2 separate regions of the Ovis aries genome follow, and region 2 is linked to region 1. Evidence: chromatin contacts called from public Hi-C data. All regions are on one chromosome and are shown on one strand. Each heading gives the region's core, a stretch centred on a gene start, on an enhancer-like site or on the middle of the called end of the contact. The rest is flanking DNA. Distances are from core to core; before and after follow the strand shown.

What was found. A called contact is a pair of places that touch in the nucleus more often than the background predicts.
Region 2: a Hi-C map of hypothalamus shows a contact between it and region 1, with 2.0 times the contacts expected there. The contact joins the enhancer-like site here to the promoter of CALM2 in region 1. A contact is called at or near these places in 3 of 16 Hi-C or Micro-C datasets (hypothalamus, omental adipose tissue and tail adipose tissue).

What each region holds. Positions count from the first base shown.
Region 1 is chr3:77,210,307-77,215,124 of ARS-UI_Ramb_v3.0, forward strand. It overlaps CALM2 (calmodulin 2), which reads left to right and starts at 2,963. Exons shown (of 6, transcript NM_001009759.1): 1 at 2,963-3,033. The coding sequence starts at 3,031.
Region 2 is chr3:77,133,094-77,138,314 of ARS-UI_Ramb_v3.0, forward strand. No RefSeq gene overlaps it. Among named protein-coding and RNA genes, the nearest start is that of CALM2, 78 kb to the right of the region's middle. Within about 2 kb of position 3,773, at least 15 of the 54 cell types and tissues checked have an H3K27ac peak or open chromatin away from gene starts, as enhancers often do. A contact at or near this core is called in hypothalamus, where this site is marked.

The DNA.
Region 1 (4,818 bases), core at 1,713-4,212:
CATGTAATTGCTTGCCTTTGTTCTTTCTTTCATCTAAACTTGCTGCTCTATTCCTCCCTGCCTTTTCGCTTTTTCCTGGCCTGACATTATCATGTCAGACTCAATGAAGGAGTCATGTTCTCTGGAAACCCTCTTTGGAAACTCTGTGGTGGGCCAAATCCTCTAAGCCCCCTCTAAGGTAACAATTACATTATTTTCAAATGAGTTTATACGATACGTAAATTATTGCTATTCACTTGTTAAATATTCCAGGTTATACACACCCTTGCTTATTTTGGGTGGGACCAAGAAGGTAATTGTTTTTAAATTGGGTATGGGGAATATATGAAACAAGAATGACAGAATGCTGTAAACCTGAGTGATTGGTACTTTTTTTTGTTATACTTTTCTCTCCATTTGTATATCCCTGGAGAAGTGAATGGCTGCCCACTCCAGTATTCTTGCCTGGAGAACTGACAGAGGAGCCTGGTAGGCTACAGTCCACTTGTATATAGTTTATATCTAAAGTTTTCCAAATTAAAGGTTCAAAAATTAAAAAAAAAATTTTCATGTGTGACAAAACACACGTAAAATTTACCATCATAACCATTTTAAAGTGTAGAGTTCAGTGGTACTAAATACGTAATGTTGTGCTACCATCACCGTCCATCCCCACAACTATTTTCATCTTGTAGAATGGAAACTCTTATCTATACCCATTAAACAATAACTCCTCATTCCCCCTTTCCCTGACAACCATCATTCTACTTTCTGTTTCCGTGATTTTTGAGTATTCCAAATACCTCAAATAAATGGAATCATACAATATATGACTTTTTGTGACTTACCTCACTTAGCATAATGTCCTTGAAGTTCATCCATGTTGTGGCATATTGCAGCATTTTTAAGGCCAAATAATATGCCATTTATGTACAACAGATGTATACCACATTTTGCTTATCCATTCATCCGCTGATGAACACTTGGATCCCTTTTACATTTTAGCTGTCTTGAATAGTGCCATGAACATGGGTGTAACAATATCTCTAAGATCCTGCTTTCAGTTCTTTTGAGTATATACCAAGAAGCACAATTGCTGGATCATATGGTAATTCTATTTTTAATTTTTTAAGGAACTGCCATGTTATTTTCCAAAGCGGCTGTACTGTTTTACATTCCCACCAACAGTGGTTGCCAATTTCAGAGCTAATTTCTATGTGGCTTCAAAAATGTTCATTTAAACCTGAGAGATTAAAGACTCAAAAGGGCAAATTCATTAGGAAACTCAGTATGATCACATATACACAATACGATGGTTTTATTATGGTAACCACTGTGTGCCTATCCTGTACCAGGTACTTCAACGCTTTACCTAGATGGTAATCTTTGCTGCTGCTGCTACTGCTGCTAAGTCGCTTCAGTCGTGTCCGACTCTGTGCGACCCCATAGAGGGCAGCCTACCAGGCTCCTCCGTCCCTGGGATTCTCCAGGTAAGAACACTGGAGTGAGTTGCCATTTCCTTCTCCAATGCATGAAAGTGAAAAGTGAAAGTGAAGTCGTTCAGTCGTGTCCGACTCTTAGCGACCCCGTAGACTGTGGCCCACCAGGCTCCTCGTCCATGGGATTTTCCAGGCAAGTGTTCGAGTGGGGTGCCATTGCCTTCTCCGAGATGATAATCTTTATATGATTCTAATTCTTATAACGTTTCAAGATAGGTATTGTAACCTCCATTTTACAAATGAGGCTAAAGATTAAACGTCTCATCCAAGGTCGTACATCTGACCCAACCAGTACTCATACCCAGGTCTCACTCCAAGCCAGAACCCTATTATTCCACAGTATCAAGGGGCTATTGGAATTTTGTATACTGCGTTTTTTAACCCGCCCTCCCCCGGTAAATTACCCCCATGATGAAGGCAAAGCGAAGTTGCTCAGTCGTGTCTGACTGTGACCCCATGGACTGTAGCCCACCAGGCTCCTCCGTCCATGACTGGAGGGGGTTGCCATTTCCTTCTCCAGGAGATCTTCCCGACCTAGGGATTGAACCCGGGTCTCCCGCATTGTAGGCAGCTGCTTTACTGTCAGCCAGCAAAGGGGAAGTATAAACGGAAGTTCCTTTAGGATTAGCCAGGTGAGCAGCTGCATTCGCCCTTACCAAGATTTTCATGGGCTTTGTGGGCTCAGCTGGTAAAGAATCTGCCTGCAATGCCGGAGACGTGGGTTCGATCCCTGATCAGGGAAGATCCCCTGGAGAAGGAAAAGGATACCCACTCCAGTCTTCTGGCCTGGAGAATTCCATGGGGTCACAAACAGTCGGACACGACTGAGTGATTTTCACTTTTCGCTTTGTGGCGGAGTTACATGGTAAACGTGTGGCCTCCATAAGGCGAATAAACGAGGCTGAGATGAAGAGCGCGGGGTACGGGTTTCACTGGGTCTTTCAGCTTCATTCTTAATCGCTATTTTCGTAGACCCCCCTACAGCGGGGCGGGAAAGCTTTCGTGCAAATGTAGCGAGGAAGGATGGGTGGAGGAGGAAAGCTTTCCAGCCAACCGCAGTTGCCAGGACAGCGCGGCCCGAGCCGCAACGGCAGAAGCTGCACCGCGTCCCGGCAGCGGCTGCGAGCCCCAGTGACGCATTGCAGGTACGAACCGGCCAATCAGAGGAGGCTTCAACGATCATCGCGCTGCGCGTCGTTACTACGATGCTCTTCCGCGCCGCAAAGTAGCGCCTCTCAGGCGCCACTCCACCGGCTCTTCAACGGCTCTCTAGGGAGTGAAACACACTTACGTCATCCGTTCGTCCCCTTCCCTTTATCTTTTGCATCGTCTTTCACATAATTGTGGATAAAAGGGTCTCGAGAGGAGTTGGAGGGGAGGGGGTTGGCCGGGACTCGTTTATGATGTTCCGTTATCTGAAGTGTGGCGGAGGGATCTGGCGGAGGGAGGTGTTTATGAGGCGCTGGGGGCGGAGGGGGAGAATTAGTCCGAGTGGAGCGAGCGAGCTGAGTAGTTGTGTGATTGCGTCCCGGAGACCGGTAACGCTTGCAGCATGGTGAGTGCGTCGCTAAGCTGCGGGCGCTCGGCCTGTAGGGGGTAAGGGGCTGAAGCGAATGGACGAAAGGGAACTAGCCTTTCTCACACTCTCTAGGATTGGTCTTCGCCAGGGGGATGGCGCGCCAGAGGCTGGGGGCGTCCACGGCGGTTATGTCGCAGGTGCTCCCCCACCCCCACTCTCCTCAGGGAGGTGTCCCGTGCTGTACCGGGGGCCAGGCGCACCGCCCCCGGGACCTTGGAGGTCCTCAGAGGCAGGATGAGGATGGAGCCGGGGCGGGGGCAGCCGGGGTAGGCGAGGGTGGAAGGGCGGGAGGAGCGGGAGCGCAGAAGCCTTGGGTCGGGCATCTCAAAAGGTCAGCCAGGGGCCGTATTCAAAAGCTCAACGGACGGTTGGTGCGGGCGCCAGGAAGCGCCTTTGTCCGCGCGCGGCCGCCATGCGCCGAGGGGGCGGGCGGGAGCGCGCGAGGCCCGGGGCGAGCGCCGGCGCCGCCGTTAGCCCGCAGCCCCCGCGTGCTGGGCCGGGAGGGAGCTGGGGGCGCGCGAGCGGGCGGGCGGACTAGCTGAGTGGGCCGAGTCCGCGGGGAGCGGCCGGGGGCGGGGCGGGCTCGGGACCGCGGCCGTCGCTCGCCAGACCCGGCTCGAGCCCCAGCTGCTGCGCTGGCACCTGCAGGACTGCGGAGGTCTGGGCGTCCCGCGGCGCTGCGGGGTCGTCCGGTCGGGCAACGTTTGGGGAGGTCAGCCTCGTCCGATTCCCATCCCCCACCCCACCCCCACCCCCGGCGGCTAGGAGGAAGCTCGGTGAATCCTGATCTTTCTGCTACATATGGGCCTTGAGGCCTAATTCCACTTCCCAGGCTAAATCTAAAAAAAATTTAAGTGGTTTTGTCGTTGAAGGAAATGACTATATCTGAAGTTAAGCGCAGCCTCGCACTGCGCATCTCGTTAGAGAAAGCCAGAGACTCCAGCTGGCGTTTGAAAGGCGTTTTTCTATTCACTCACCGAAAGCCAGCTCGGAGGTGACTCCCGTTCTGTTGCCAAAGTCTGTCTTACCCTCTAGTAACAATCGGAAGGATGCCTTTGACAGGGGCCACAGTCCTCTTTTGAGTGCTCACGTGCACGTTGAAATGTTTAAGATCCGTTAACACTGTATTGCCCCGCACAACACCCTTGAAAATAGCTATTTCCGTAGCGAAAATGCCAGGTCATCTTTTAGGTGCAGTTTAATTCATTTGTACATTAATGATTGTCAAAGACTATGGTGATAAAAGAGTATATAGGGGGACGGGATTTTTTTAAAGCATTTTCCTGTCACTTGAGACCGGAACTCTTGCTCTTTCCTGTTAAAAAAAAGTCTAATGAGAGCGGTAATTTGCAATACTTATTTTGTGGTTCCTTCTGCCAAGTGGTTACAGGCGATGGGTGTGTCCAGGAGGCAAGGTGACATCTTAAACAGGAGTTGGGAATCCTTGCCAACTGAAACCTCCACCCTGTATGGGTGTGGGGAGAGGAGTTCACATTTGTTTGATGTACCCGTTCCATTTTGATATTTTAATTATTTTATCCTAAATTTGAATATGCTGGTTGAATTTACTATTTTAGGTGAAAATAAAAGCATGTAATTAAGGATCTGAATTGTGGGGTGAATTTTTTTATATTATGTAAATGAAAAGTTTGTTTCTAATCACTGATAATTAAATCAAGATCTCAGATTTTCTTGATGAGGCACAGTTTGTATCTACCCTTTCGTGGTCCTTTGCCAAAAGTAAGCTTTTGTAGTTACTGA
Region 2 (5,221 bases), core at 2,523-5,022, 76 kb before region 1:
GGAGTGCTTTGCCATTTCCTTCTGCAGGAGATCTTCCTGTCCCTGGGTTTGAACCTGGGCCTCCCTCATTGCAGGCAGATTCTTTACCATCTGAGCCACCAGTGAAGCCCCTGAGTGACAAAACTAGGATTCAAACCTAGGTCTGTCTATTGCCAAAGCTTATGCTCCTAATCTCTTGCCTCTGTCTCCCAAATCAAAGAAAACTGGGAAGGAGACTCAGAGAAGTCAAGGATTTGTTTAAGGTCACACAGACCATCAGTGGTAGAGCTCGAACTGACACTCAGATGCGTCTTCTGTCACCAAGCCCAGGGCTCTTTGCTCTGTTGCCTCTTTCGCTGCTCTGTTTGCCTCTCAGCTTCTGGTATATGATGGCAAATACTTGCAGACTGAAATACTCACTTCATCTGACTGACAGGCCCAGTTGGAGTCGTTTTCTCAGAGACTCTCTCCCAGTTGTTTCAGTATCAGCCAAACTGGTCTTCTGTACAAACAGGTTAGATCTTGACTCAACCCCCGTCATCCCAAATGGAGACCCTGGAATTCCACTAAGGAACAATTTTCCTATAAGGGGAATAGATGATTACAATTCATTGGGTTTGAAGTCCTAACATCTTAGGATAAATACGTTTTTTTTTTCTGATAAGAAGACCTAAGGGGGTATTAGAAACTGAGGTTTTAGTTGGGAGTAGGTTGAGAGTGAACTCAGGGCTACACCTGGCCCAGGAGGGCCTGAAGACAAATTTTTCACTTAAGGTGATTTTCTGGAGATTAGAGCATCTTGATCTTGCTTCTTGGAACCCTGAATCTCTAGATTGACCCTGTGTTTGGGCCCTACAGGTCCCTGGTCCAGCTCCTGCTCCCAGCTAGGGAGGTTAGTTCAGATACTCTTGGAGATGACCTGTGGACTGACAGCACCCTCAGATAGGGCCAGTGGAAATGTCACCTTCACACAGCAAGTCTTCACACCTGTTCCCTTTGGGGAGCCCTAGGCCTGATCACAGTCTCCAGGAACAGCCCTGCCAAGCAGCTCATCTCATTAGCCTCTGTAGTGGATAGCAAACTGTGAGAGCCTGGAAGTGCTTGGATCCCCTGTAGAAATAGGTTTCTTAGACGCCTGGGCCAGATTAAGTTCCTGGCAGCCTGGTTGGGCTTAAAAACTTTCCAAAACCTTTACTCAATTCAATTAAAATGAGCAAGGATTTACTTAGAGGCTCTGAGTGCCAGTATTAATTCTGGAGACTTCATCACCTCCTCCTATTCCAGTCCATTTTCATATCCCGATAGCAACTGAATTTTCTTAAAACCAGCACTGCATAGTGCCCTGAGGCTTCAGGATAAGATAGACTTGGGTTCAAATTCCTCTGCCAGTCAGTAAATGCATGACACTTACCCTAACTGAGCTTCAGTTTCTCCATCTGTAAAACATCAACCTCAGAGGGCTGTATTTGAGAATTAAATGATATTATGCATGAGTTCAGATCAGGGTCCATCACCTGTAAGGGAGCAATCAGACCAATAAGCAGATAAAACCATAAAGCCTTCCTGCTCCCATAAAACATTCCTTTGCTCAGATACCACCCCTAGGACAAAGTCCTGCCCTCACCCGGCACTCAAGGGCACACACTTCCGTGTAGGGCCACGTTTCCAATGCTTAACAACCACAGGTGGCTTGCGGCTGCCGTCCTGGACAGCACAGAACAGAACATTTCCATCCTTGTAGAAAGTTGGTTGTGCAGCCCTGCTGTAGGTGATACCATAGTTCACTCACTAACCTGAGCCCCTTTCCTTGGTACAGCTTTCAGTGGAGGTATGGGGTAAAAATGATCAGCATGAGAGTCTTAGAAGGTGGGGAATAGGTGCCACTAAGCAGGGAAAAGGAGTAAACAGAGCTCAAGGAACTGAGGTCAGACCACAAGGGTAGTCATCAATATCCTCACTAGCCATGATTTTTCTTTTTCCCCCCATTTTGGCCTTAGCTTCTCTAGGGGTGCCCCGGCGGGGGTTTGGGGCTTTGTGAGCCTCTGTGATTTACTATAGGCGACCTTTCTCTCACCACTTTTTCTTTAAGTGAGCACTCTCTCACCACTTAATTATCCCTACTTCTCTAGCTGCTGGAAGGAGTCAATGATGATTAATACCCTACCCCTGCCCAGGCACACTGGGAGAGTTTACCACATGATAGATCTTTTTTTCACATTTAAATAAGCACTGTACATGAAAATCTGTCTGTCAGAAGGGGTGTGCATGCACTTGTTTTTATTAAAAAAAAAAAAGAAAAATGAACAGATCAGTTTTTTCAAGACTGCGTTACCTTAAAGCGTGTGCTTCTGACACCGTCCCCTGCCCCCTGGCAAAGTTGGGGGAAGGTGGATAAAAGAAAACTGACTGTGAGGTGATCATTTTTGAAGCTGAACTATAATAATATGAAGGTTCATTATATTCTCTCTAGTGTGGCTGGAAAACTTTCATAATAAAACAAGTTTAAAAACCAAGAGCATACTCCCACTAAAAGTTAATGTAACCGAGCAGACCACTTGCTCCCAAATGCCCAAGGAGATCTCTCTCTGTAACACAAGGTGTCCCTGTTCCCATGAGCTGGGGCGAGGGGAGCAGGGAGAGTGGTGAGGGGCAGAGAGTGACTGTTCACCCTGGATGTTTCCATCCTGGTATCTGTTCATTTTACAGGGAACATGAGCCTCTCAGGTGTCTCTAATTCCTGATGAAAGGATCTTTGGGTCCTGCAGTCCTGGCCCTTGGCCAGGTTTTCCAGTTGCTTCTAGGTCTCAACCTCTGAAGGAGCTGCTCCCTCTTGCTGCAGCCCCCCACCTTTCCCACCCTCCTGCAGCCTGCGGGGATCTCATACCTCACTTTCTTCACCCCTCAGGATTCCTTGGTTTGTTTCCCAAGGACTTACTTGTCACTTCCTGAGCCACAGAGGATGTTTCACACAGCTGGACAATCCACCCACTGGGGAATCACTTCCCTGGACCCTTTGCTGTGCCCTATTTTGCTGTTTCAGAAGCTAGTCTGGTATCTCTGGCTACAACCTCAGTTCCAGGCCTAAGCTCTTTTATCTCCTTTATTTCGCATATCACCTACTATACGATTGGGTACCCACGGAGGGAAAATGAACGAATAAATGAATGGGTCTAACAGGCAGTGAGCCCTTGCTTTTTCTACCTGCCACCCTCCACCCCCACTAGGGGCTCTGAACCAAAACAAGAACCATGAAGGATGGTCTTCCATTCTGATTCAACCGGGGCCAGTCACGCCAGGGGAGTGAGCCACCATGATGCTGTTATTCTGTCATTGTGTCCCTCCGCCCATGCTGGTTGGAGAGGGAATGATTTGAGCCTGGGAAGGGTGGTGGCTACTCTGAGTTTCGCCAGAAGGATAGTGAGAGAGAACTAGAAAAGCAGGAGAGAGGAAAGTGGGGGTGAACAGAAATCAGAGAGGTGGGAGTAGGGAGGCTCAGGGAGGAGGTGGGAGAAAGCGAGAAAGGGGCACGAGGGAAGGGAGGGAGAGAACCTAGCCTGGCCCTGCACATCCCCAGCCCTCTGACGCGGCTGTGCTGATATCTCCCGCACTAATTGCTTCAATTAATAATACCGCTCTATAAAATTTCAGCAGCTGAGACCGAGTGAAAGGAAGGATGACATAGTGCATTAATAATGCAGGCAGCCGATCGAGCTGGGCTCCTGGGAGCTCCATTAGGGAGCCCGGCTGTCGTCCCCGCAGCAGCTAACACTTGGACAGGGCGGCCAGCGTCCTTGGGCCGCTGCGGACCGCGGGGCTGAGGAGCCGCAGAGGCGGCGCCAGTGCGCGGGAGGCTGGGGACGGCTTTAGCCTTCTCCGAAACTCCGGAAAGCACCCCTCCCCCATTCTTTGATCCGAACAACTGATGTTTTCTCTATCTTATGTAAGTGCTGCTCAAGGTTTCAAGATCGCTGCCCTAAATCCTACCCCTCCCCCCAACCCCCGCCCAAACTGCCCCTTTCTGGACCTAGCGCTGATTAGCAGCCCCTCCCCCACCTCCACCAGTGAGGGAAATTCCAAGGCAGCTCTTGTGATGGTTTTTGCTTTTGTTTTGAAATCTCTGTCCCATTTTTGATCTTTCATCTCAGTCTTCTCTGCTCTTTGTCTCTGGATTCTTAAGAGCTCTTAGAGCGATGATCTCTCCCAAAACAAAGAACCTGTCATCCAAAACGCATTAGGCTGGTTTCTCTGAAGTTAGCAACAATATCAGCATCACCCAAATCCTCCTTAAGGGTCTGCACGTGCACAGCCCATCCCCCAAACTGTGCCCAGGCCAGTCTGAGCTGTGGAGCCAGGAACAAAGGAGCCAGTGGCAGACGTCCCCATCTGAAGCTGCAGGTTCCTATGCGGTATTATGCTGGTGCAAAGCCAGTTCTTTCCCCATTTGCTTGCAGAAACCAGGCCTGGACCATCCCAAACCCACTAATTAGGGCTTCTCATTCTGGGGTCTAACTGTTAGGGGAAACACTGACTGAAACCACCCACCCTGGCCAGTCACCGTAGTAACCATTAGCGTGAATTATTTTATCACAGGAGGTCTTGGTAAGGAACATGGGACTAACATAGCTACCACCAACCAGAAGAATTCAAGAAAGGTCAAAAGGAGACACGATGTGTCCTCCCACCTCCCTGAATTCTGCTTGCTGGAATCCGTCTTGGCTGAGCAATGTGTGCACCACTAGAAAGGACCCTGAGTCTGAATGATTCGCAACAGACAACCCAGAAACTAACCCATCACCATAAAACCTGAGGCTGCGAGCCACATGGCAGAGCAGTCCTCCAGGGTTCCCTTACAGCCCTGCTCTCTGGCCAGGTGCCCCTTCCTGGGGCAAGGAGTGGGCTGCAGTGAACACTGTTGATTTTTAGCCAGAATTCATCCTCCCATTTATGCATGTCTAACAGATCCTAATTTCTATGGGATATTTACTCCTCCTTTTAAACTCAGTGAGTGGATTGTGGTTGTTCTATGCCAGTCTCAGAATCCTACTCCTCTCACCAGGAGTCAGCCTGGGATTGAACATGTGGCCCAGTTCTGGCCAGTGAGACAAAGGGAGAAATTGCTAGGAAGCTCCTGGGAAAGAGACATGAGAAGGGACAGTTTGTCCTTTTTCAGTGGGATGTTTCCACATCTGGAATTGCTGTGGGCATCCTGTCAGCCAACCTGTCGATGAAACCCACTCAAAGA